Linked DNA regions of Pan troglodytes: region 1 is linked to region 2. A link is a contact called in public Hi-C data. All regions are on one chromosome and are shown on one strand. Each heading gives the region's core, a stretch centred on a gene start, on an enhancer-like site or on the middle of the called end of the contact. The rest is flanking DNA. Distances are from core to core; before and after follow the strand shown.

Evidence for each region. A called contact is a pair of places that touch in the nucleus more often than the background predicts.
Region 1: a Hi-C map of stem cell-derived neural progenitor cells shows a contact between it and region 2, with 4 times the contacts expected there. The contact joins the promoter of HIVEP1 here to the enhancer-like site in region 2. A contact is called at or near these places in 1 of 7 Hi-C or Micro-C datasets (stem cell-derived neural progenitor cells) and 1 of 1 datasets of contacts at active chromatin or transcription factors (stem cell-derived excitatory neurons).

The regions. Positions count from the first base shown.
Region 1 is chr5:17,953,678-17,958,898 of NHGRI_mPanTro3-v2.0_pri, forward strand. HIVEP1 (HIVEP zinc finger 1) reads left to right here and starts at 2,245. Exons shown (of 9, transcript XM_016954906.4): 1 at 2,245-2,596. It overlaps LOC134810268 (a long non-coding RNA gene), which reads left to right and starts at 1,462. Exons shown (of 3, transcript XR_010157899.1): 1 at 1,462-1,548; 2 at 1,663-1,712; 3 at 2,000-2,105.
Region 2 is chr5:17,530,529-17,535,729 of NHGRI_mPanTro3-v2.0_pri, forward strand. No RefSeq gene overlaps it. Among named protein-coding and RNA genes, the nearest start is that of TMEM170B, 48 kb to the left of the region's middle. Within about 2 kb of position 2,978, at least 5 of the 24 cell types and tissues checked have an H3K27ac peak or open chromatin away from gene starts, as enhancers often do. A contact at or near this core is called in stem cell-derived neural progenitor cells, where this site is marked.

The DNA of each region.
Region 1 (5,221 bases), core at 995-3,494, 420 kb after region 2:
GTTGGGTCATTTTCATTGAATGTTATTCTTCCTCTAGGGTTCCTCAGTATGCCACTTGTGGACATAGCTTATGAGGAATTCTTTCAGGAACTGCAGGTATCAATCACATCTAGTTTTCTTTCCCCTCTTCACAGATAGTACACCAAATAATACCCATTAAACTGTCGTTACTTGCCATTGAAAGAGAGGCTTTTCAGTGAGATGTGGTTTGCTCTAATAGCACGTCTCCTACAGGTAACAGTATCAGTACTGGCGTAAATGTGAATTAAATCATCCTTCTAAAAACTGGACATGGTTAAAATCAATCAAACACATTTTCTCTTCTTTCCCTTAAGCCTCACACCATGCCAGGATGCCCATCATTTTCATGACACATCGAAATTTGAAAAACTTTAAAAAATTCCCTTTTCTTATTCGCTCCATTGATGTAGAATATTATAAAGTTATTGAAATCTGGTTTTCACAAAATATAATCTTTAAACTTTGAGCATCTGAATATTTTCTGGATCCCCATCATAGTTCTATCATTTACCAGCTCTGTAGCTTCCGGAAGACTATGTAGCATTTCTAAGCCTCTGTTTCTTCATCTACAGTGTGGGTTTATGGCGGGGACTAAATGAGTTCATATAGGAAAACCCGGCAAGTCGTAAGCGCTCAATAGCTGTTAATCACTACCACTACCATTATTACAACTGCTAATGTTACTGCAGTTTTTGTAACCAGCCTCCATATCGATCCTAAATCCATCAGTAACAATAACTTTCCTTAAAAAGACCATTCTCAGGCCAGATGTCTCCAAATAGCTACCAACTGTTTGTAATATCATGTCTTAATTCCTTCCAAATGATGACTGAGTAGGCTCTTCTCTGGTTGCCTGTTGCCTGCCCATTCTGTCTTCCTAGCTCATTACGAGAGAACCCACCCTTCCCAATGGCCCCGGGGCAATCCAGGTGTACATCTCTCATCTGAGCATAATTTTTTTTTTGAGACGGAGTCTCGCTCTGTGGCCCAGGCTGGAGTGCAGTGGCGTGATCTTGGCTCACTGCAAGCTCCCCCTCCCGGGTTCACACCATTCTCCTGCCTCAGTCCCCCGAGTAGCTGGGACTACAGGCGCCCGTCACCACGCCCAGCTAATTTTTCTATTTTTAGTAGAGACAGGGTTTCACTGTGTTAGCCACGATGGTCTCGATCTCCTGACCTTGTGATCCGCCCTCCTCGGCCTCCCAAAGTGCTGGGATTACAAGCGTGAGCCACTGCGCCCGGCCCTGAGTATAATTATTAATACCTTCCCTTTCACTCTCAAAAGTGTCCTGGCGTGGGTGTTACTTGTTTCCCATTTGCTTGGACTTTCTGCTCTCGGTGGAAAAACCATCACACACAGTTCACTTGCTCTCACCTTCAAGTTATTTCCCTCCTCTAGAATGCTGTACTTCCACCACTGCCAAATCGTGAACTTTCTCTCCTTCAATATCCCACTGAGAACTCACCCCCAGGATGGGACTCTGCTCACCCTGTCCTCTACTCAAGCAGAAGCCTCTCAGCGATCATGTAAATAACTGTATAACTTTAATTGGCTCTGTTTATAAGCCTCTTATATCTTTTTTTCCCTCTAGGTATTTTTCCATGTGTTTATCCTGTCTCCATTAATTTGTAATCTTCCAGAGGGCAAGGCCTGAACACAAGCTTCTGTTTGGTGTAAAGTGGAGGCACAGGTAAGGCTGATTGCTAGACACTGCCGTCCTTCTTTATCACTAATCTGTTAAAAAAAAAAATTCTTTGTTGTAGTGTTTTGTTAGTGATGGTCCCGAGACTTCTAACCTAATGAAAAACTATATCCAGTGCCTGCTAGTGTCCAGACAAAAGAAAATCAACAGTTACAAGCTTTTCATAACGTGAGGGGAAAGTGTGCGGATATTTTGACCCATAAGGGAATTTATGGTGTATGTAAAGCATGTTATAGAATTTGTTGCCTTTAGATTTTTATTCTTGTCTCTTCAAGGCTGCAGGACTGTCTCAGAAGGGAAATAATATTTACCTTCCAAACGGAGATCTAAAACCCGAACAAAGCCTCAGGAAACATACTCCACCACCATCTTACAAGTTTGTGCTACGGGTGGAGGGAAAATGAATCTAATGTAGGAGGCCTCCCGCTGTGCGTCTAGCAGGAAAGACCATACGGTGCAAGTCTCCAGGATCACTAGAGGGGTGGATTGTTCATTTCAGTCCAGGTAGCAACAGGAAGCCCGTGCAAATGTTCCTCTCTCACTGCGGGGCTAAGGAGCGTGGGTCCTTTCCCGCGACTACCTGCTTGCCTCTCTCAGAACCTGCAAGTGAAGTGCGGAAGATCTGTCTATCTTCTCGGCGGCGCAGAGCCCAAGGTAGAAACGGATGGAGGCGGTGCACTAGATAACATCAAAGCCCCGGGCAGGGGCCAGAAAGGGGGGCACAGGCAGCCCGGGGAATGAAGCGCCTCCCTCTAGCATTTCCTCTCACGCCCACTTCCAACCTAGGAGGCTTTTGGTTTCTGCTTTTTTGTTTTTAAAATTAAAAGTTAAACCCAGGAAGCTTTGGATCAGACTTTTGTGTTGCAGTTCGGGTAAGTTTTTCTCTCGGTTCTTTTGTCTGGCGCCTGGCTTGGGAAGAGCCTGGGCGTGGGGCAGAGTTGGCAGGGCGTGCGGGGAAGGTTTTGTCGCCGGGTCGCCCAGAGGAGGAGGGGATTCGGCCGGTGGACGGGAAAGCCCAGCGCGCGCGGAGGGCGGAGGGCGGAGGGCGGAGGGCCGAGGGGAGGGACGAGCGGCGTGACCCGGCGGCCGGCGGGGAGGAACCTCCGGGATCTCCGCGTGGCGGTGGCGGCGGCGGCGGCGGCGGCGGCGGCGCTGCCGGGCCGCGCGCTGGGCGGAGGGCCGGGGCCGCGGGGCCGCGCCAGGGGGGAGCCTGAGCCGGGCCCGGCCGGGCGGCCGCGTGGGAACCCGAGCCGTGGACGCAGCGGCGGGGGCGGGCAGGGTGGCGCGGGGCCCAGTGGACGCGGCTCCGGGGTGGACTTTGTGCCCTCTCCAAACTGTTCGCCAAGAAAAACGTGTGTTGAGCTTTTCAGTGACACTATCCTCCCTCGAACCCCACTTTCCCCAAGGGGGGCTCCAGAAGCGTTCACGCGGACGGTGGGGATGGAACCATAGAGAAATGGAGCTCCAGGAGCCCCCTCTTTTTTGGGGGCAGAGAATGGTCACTTGCTCCTGCATTGTCCCAGGATTTTTGACAGTTGAAACTGCAGTTTACCATTCACATTCACCCTCCACATTCACCCTCTGCTTCATTTTTTTCCCACGCTCTGTTTATTTGATACATTTTGAGAAAATATATTGGATTTGCCACAAAACAAGCCTAAAGAAGCTACTTTATAGTATAGCCAGGTTTCCCTGCATCCTGATATCTAGGAAGAATTGTAGGCAGAATTAGGAAAAGAAACTGCATTTAGAAAATTCAAAAACTTACTAGGAAACTATTCTGTATTGTATATATTTCAAATAAAAGTTTAATATCGGTTTGCTGCTCAAGGAAATAGTTGAAATGTCAAAATTTACCTATCGTAATTCGAAATTGCATGTATGTTTTGTTACAAAGTTCGTAGTAATGCTGAATCCTACATAAACATTGTGTTGACAGTATGTTGTGCTCAACAATTATTGGGTTAAACGTTATTCATTCAGTTAGCATTTTTCACTTCCAAAGTGATACAAACTTCACTCATTATCACATTACCTTTCTCCTGACAGATTAATAGCTATACGTTCACAGTTAAATGCATGTTTACTTTTTGATTCAAATAACCCAGTTGGGAAGTTACATTATATACTTTTTTGGTGATTGCAACCTATTGGATATCATTTCATTTCACAAATGAGAGATGGCTATAGCACAATGAAAATAAAAATTGCATTATTTCATCGTAGGGTTAGCATTAGTATGCTAGACATAATTGTACATGTACATAGTTGGATGATCTTTGCTTTTATAACCAAATTTACTTTGTAGTAGGCATATTTCTCCCTTTACATGATATTATTTTTGGCTACACACTCGCCATTACTGAGTATTCCATTTTTAATCATTCCCATTCTGGTGGTTTGAGCTTTTCTTAGCTCAAATGAGCCAGAGGTACGATTTCCTCAGGGGAATTTTAGGGGTCAACTCCAGCAGGAAAAACCTAGACGTCGTTATGGAAGCCCAAGGGAACAAAACAATTCAAGTTTGCACAGATGGCCAGCTGTCTTAGTGGGTGTATGGTCGTTTAGCATTTTTATTCCTTAAAAGGGGAAAACAGTTTAGTTTCATCAGGGATTTTTTTTTTTTGCATCAATTTTGTTTCACCTTATTCCTCTCAAGTTTGAGGTGGCCCGTTAAACCAGCCACTTTTGCTTCTTGAGGTGGACCTGTGGAATTTCTGTGCCCCAAACTGCGAACGTTCTTTAGGTCTAACCCTGAAAACCTTCTTCGTTACCCTGGTCCAGCCCCTCTTCACTGCTTTGCCATGGATTTCCACTCCTTGCTTTCCCTACTGCTTTCTAGCAGCCGGGGTCACACCTTGGTTCATGCTAATTACTCCCTCTTCCCCTTTCACGCCCTCCCCTCTTCCCTGGAGCCCGGTCCGACGACCAGCCCCGCACCCCCCTTTTCTGTCCCCGAAGTCCCCTCCCGGGTTGGCCCTATAAGCTGTCAGGCTGGCAGGCAGGGGTTAATTGCGCGCGCAGCTTCGGCACTGGGAAGCACCAGCGGGGCTTTGGAGCGGCCTCTGGAATAACCTTGGCTTTCCTCGCTCTTTTAATAGAACATCCGCCACCAAAAAGTGGTTTCAGTTCAGGGTTAATATGTCCCCTTCCACTCTCCAAACCAACACCCTGCCCCCTCCGTTTTTTTAAAAGTTGTTTTTCAAAGTTAATGAGTTTCAAGTTTCACAATGACTTTCCCCTTCCTTCTACGCGTTGCTGAGGAAACCCCCTTGGGGTCCCCCCCTCCCCGCCTCCCTCTCCCCCTCCCCCATTCGGCCCGGGCGAGGGGCGGGGCCGGGAGACCCCATGACGTCAGCGGCCGGCCCACATCCTGCTGTAGAAAGTAAAGAGACGGTAAAGAGAAACTACGGCCCCGCCCGTCCCGTCCCTCTTCCCGGACCAACCGCCCCCAACTGAGCGACCCGGCCAGGCCTTCCCGGGGCCGCGTGACTGGC
Region 2 (5,201 bases), core at 1,728-4,227:
GGCGGAGGTTTCAGTGAGCCAAAAACGTGCCACTGCACTCCAGCCTGGGCGACAGAGTGAGACTCTGTCTCAGAAAAAAAAAAAAAGGTGCGAGGCATAAAGTCCGGTTAATAGACTTGCCTAGGATCAATCCTGGGCCACATAGCATCTACTTCTGAGTTACCGTTTAAAGAAACATGCTATCAATTTTATTAATAAGGAGCTACCATTTGTTGAGTGCTTCTTATCTGTTAAAGACACTTCCTATGTATTCTTTAACACTTAAGGTAACCCTTCAAGTGATATGTTTTATCGCCATTTTATAGATGAAGCATTTGAAGTTAAGAGAAGGGAGGAATCTGCTCAAGGCCACAGAGCTAATAATTGCCGGGCTGGGGTTTTCTTGCTCTATTACCTGCTTCCCCCAACATAACTATGTTGTGTTGGTGTCTACAGAGTATTTTGGGAACTCTTACCCGTAATGAGATAATATCTCATTACTGTCAAAAACCAGATGAAATTATGTGGTCTTGAAAAATTATCAACCGAGGATTTGAATTGTCAAATTTATGCATATTTTGAATGTTTGGGATTTCTCAGGGAAGTGCTAAGTACCCAACTAGATTCAACTGCTATCTTGCCTGTGAAGAGATTGGAGCTGACAGAGCCAGTCACTATAGATGTTTCAAATCTTGCTGGAATGAAAACTAGCTTCACTTTAAACATTGCGCAAGCATAATGGAAGTAAACGTTTTTTCACATACACTGACCTACTCATTCCACATAATTACTCCGTGGAAATGTATTTTCTTTTTCCTTGGTAATTTTTTTTATTCATACTAATCATAAAATTATTCAATACATTTTCTCCCTGGCCATGAATGTTAACATCTTGGACAAAATATAAATCTTGAGATCCAAAAAAGTTTTCTATTTTAGTTCTAGTATCTTTTTTGGCCCTTGAAGTAATATTTTTGTAATTTAAAAAAATAAGTCAGTTTTCTTTGGGCATTTTGTTATTTGCTGAGCATTCAAATAAGACATTAAATTTCAGATTTACTTATTTCAGATTTAATGAGTGATTGATGAGATCTGACTCTGTTGCCCAGCCTGGAGTGCAGTGGTGTAATTAGCTCACTGCAGCCTTGACCTCCTGGGTTCAAGTGATCCTCCCTCTTCAGCCTCCCCAGTAGCTAGGAATACAGGTGTGCACCACCATGCCTGGCTAGTAAATTTCAGATTTATCACCACCTACATTGGACAAAACTACAGGGGAAGGTAATTAGAAGGAAGACGCTTTAGTCTTAAACTGAGCCTTGTGTTTACCATTATGAATGAGTCCTAGTCAGGCTTGTGGAGAAACATTTCAGTACTGAATACGTCCTTACACCATCTGTGTTTTGCAGTTGAACCTTTATTATTTTGTTTTTGAGAGTGGATTGCTCACTGTGTTGCCCAGGTTGGTCTCGAACTCCTGGGCCTAAGCGGTCCTTCTCCTTAGCCTCTTGAGTAGCTGGGATTACAGGTGTGTGCCACCATGCCCGGCTTCAAACCCTTATTAGCTCATAAAATACTACATCAAGCTTCTGGGTGCAGAGGGGAAAGTAAACAGGATCCATGGCACCTACTCTTTGAGGACTGAAAATTGGGTTTGCCTCTAGCTTCCAAATGGAAACTTAGGAGAGGAATCTATCCTGTCTGCTCTTAATTTTCTATGATTCATTGTCACTAGGCATTCTTCTTTTGGACAATTTTATGAATATTCTTCAGGCTCAGAAAGTTCTGGGGACTGATTTGCAAAATGTAATTGTATCAGGTGGTTTTCTTGTAAAGCAAGAGTTCCGTCACTAGATGGTGCAGTGGTTCTATTTTATTTTTCTCCTTGCTTTTGCCTTGGACATTACCTATGAACTGAAATTAACTGATTGTTACTTTTGGATTCATTTCCATATGATACATTTAATGTTTTTTTTTCCCAAAAGAAATGCACACCAGAAAATTGAATATGAGAAAAATTAAGGTTTCTTCATGTCATCACTAGCCAATTTAACTTTCCAAAGAATTATTAAGATAGGTTGTTTGCAAATTAGAAACAACCTATCAGGGTTGTTTGCAAATTAGAAAATCACTTTAGTTTATGATTTTTGTAGGTCATTAATCTAGACTTTGATTTATATATTTTTCTTAAATTCCAACTCAGTGCATAATGGTTTTATCTAATTTATTTATTTTACCTAGTGTATTTTATTTATTATTTAGAGAGAGTCACACTGTGTTTGGTGCCCAGGCTGGTCTCTGACTCCTAGCCTCAAGCAATCCTCCTGCCTCAGCCTCTCAAATAGCTAGTATTACAGATGCAAGCCTTGACATCTTAGTATCTAATTTAGTAGTCTATGCTTTCTTAGTGACATTTAGTTATACAGTTGGTCAACTTGGGGTTATGCACACATATGCAATCTGCCTTGTGTCATGAGACTGGGTTTTAAATTCCTGCTCTACCACTTAGTAATTGAACTTGTCCAAGTCATTTAACTTCTGCAACAGTCAGTTCTCACATTAGTAAAACGGAATGACATCTCATGTTGCACGCAGTGAGTGCTTACAAAATAACCTTTGTCCCATTGGCCTCTTTCAATGTATTGTCTGCACATAGAGGGATGATGTCCTTCCAGCCTTTGCTAGAAGTTTTGGTAATAAGTTCAGGCACTTCTGTTTCGAAGACAGAGCCAGATTCTGTCCTGACAGAGAACAGTGCATTTCTAGGGAGGATTTATTTTAGATTTAAATGGTCCCGTTGAACCCCGCACTGCTTTTGCAGCAAAGCCTGCTGAGGGAAATTTTAGAAACATACCTCCGTGGGAAAGAGCCTAGTTAGAAAGCAGGATGAATAAACTTGCTCAGCTAGCAAATTCCTCGCATTCTCTAAACCAAATATGTACAAGATGAGGAAGCCAAGGCGGCCAGCATAAATGAATCCTGAAAGATGGCCGGGACTTACCCATCAGCTGTGCACATAGTCACCAACCACCGCGGATCCTGTTGCTAGTGAGCTGCTCTGCTTTGTTTACTATGCTACAGAGACAAACTATTTAGTTCAAACTCAGAGAGGGAGGGTTGGTCTTTTCAGCTCCAGAGTTCTGGTTGTAAAAGCGCGAGTTTTGTTTTCCCACAGTGTGGCCTACAGCAGCCATGGGGACACACGTGCCCCTGCACTCAGGGTCCTCAATCAGGACTGAACTTCAGACATGAGGTTCAGACTGAACTACAGATGGCGCATGCCTGTAATCCCAGCACTTTGGGAGGCCGAGGCAGGCGGATCACTTGAGGTCAGGAGGTCGAGACCAGCCTGGCCAACATGGTGAGACACCCTCTCTATTAAAAATACAAAAAAATTAGCCGGGCATGTTGGCGGGCACATGTAATCCCAGCTACTTGGGAGGCTGAGGAAGGAGAATCGCTTGAACCCGGGAGGTGGAAGTTGCAGTAAGCTGAGATGGTACCACTGCACTCCAGCCTGGGCAACAGAGTGAGACTCTGTTGCCAAAAAAAAACAAAAAACAAAAAAAAAAACTACACTTGGCTTACTTTTCGTGGGAATTGGTGTCGGTGGGTGACTCCAAAATGTGTTAAAAGAAGATGCTTGTGCTATCTTTGATGTGGAAAATAGGAGAAGGTACAGAGATGAGTGGGAGATGTAGGGTTGAGGAAACTACAATTTTGAGAGACTCGTGACTTTTTTTTTTTTCTTTAAGTTCCGGGATACATGTGCAGAACGTGCATGTTTGTTACATAGGTATACGTGTGCCATGGTGGTTTGCTGCACCTATTTATTCATCCTCTAGATTCCCTTCCCTTGCCCCCCACCCACCAGCAGGCCCTGGTGTGTGTCGTTCCCCTCCCTGTGTCCATGTGTTCTCATTATTCAACTCCCACTTATGAGTGAGAACATGTGGTGTTTGGGTTTCTGTTCCTGTGTTAGTTTGCTGAGAATGATGGCTTCCAGCTTCATCATGTCCCTGCAAAGGACATGATCTCATTCCTTTTTATGGCTGCATAGTATTCCATGGTGTATATGTACCACATTTTCTTTATCCAGTCTATCATTGATAGGCATTTGGGTTGGTTCCATGTCTTTGCTATTGTAAATAGTGCTGCAGTAAACATATGTGCATGTGTCTTTATAGTAGAATGATTTATATTTCTTTGGATATATACCCAGTATTGGGATTGCTGGGTCAAATGGTATTTCTGGTTCTAGGTCCTTGAGGAATCACCACACTGTCTTCCACAATGGTGGAACTAATTTACATTCCCATCAATAGCGTAAAAGCATTCCTATTTCTTGAGACTCGTGACTTTTGAAAGCCCTGTGCATGTTACCTGAGAGGGGATGATATGAGACCTGGGTCTTCTCCCAGGTTCTGACCCTTTGTGCCTATGAGACCTCACATTAGACTTAATCTCTCTATGCCAATTTCTTCTTCAGTAAACCTGAAAACACGTCAACTCTTTTTGCTTTCTCATAAATGGAAGTTGAAACTTTTAACAGGACAGCATCAGTATAGGCCTGTTATTCTCAGACTTTCCTAGGCCAGGACCAGTTTGGCTCCAAGCGTTTGACACTTAACATGTCCATGTAGTTCTGAGCCTTAGTCTACGTCCAGATTCATTTGAAACTTGTTTAACTTAGAGGATTTTTTGCAAGGTGAACGAGAAGGGAAGAAAATTTCAAATCTAAACTCTAACTTCTGTTTTTTTTCCCTTTTTTGCAATTCAACAAGGCAGAGGTATTATTCCAATTTTGCTGATCCAGAAACTGAGGCATACAGGTTACATGTCTTGGCCAACATCATACACAAACATATGTGTTCATATATGCACATGCAAGAATATATACGCACACAGTGTCTTGATCTAAATTCAGCTTTTCACATAACTTCTGGCTTTTTTTTTTTTTTTAAGACAGAGTTTCGCTCTTGTTGCCCAGGCTGGAATGCAATGGCGCGATCTTGGCTCACTGCAACCTCTTGCCTCCCAGGTTCAAGTGATTCTCCTGCCTCAGCCTCCCAAGTAGCTGGGATTACAGGTGCCCACCACCATGCCTGGCCAATTTTTGTGGTTTTAGTAGAGATGGGGTTTCACCGTGTTGGCCAGGCTGGTCTCAAACTCCTGACCTCAGGTGATCCACCTGCCTTGGCCTCCCAAAGTGCTGGGATTACAGG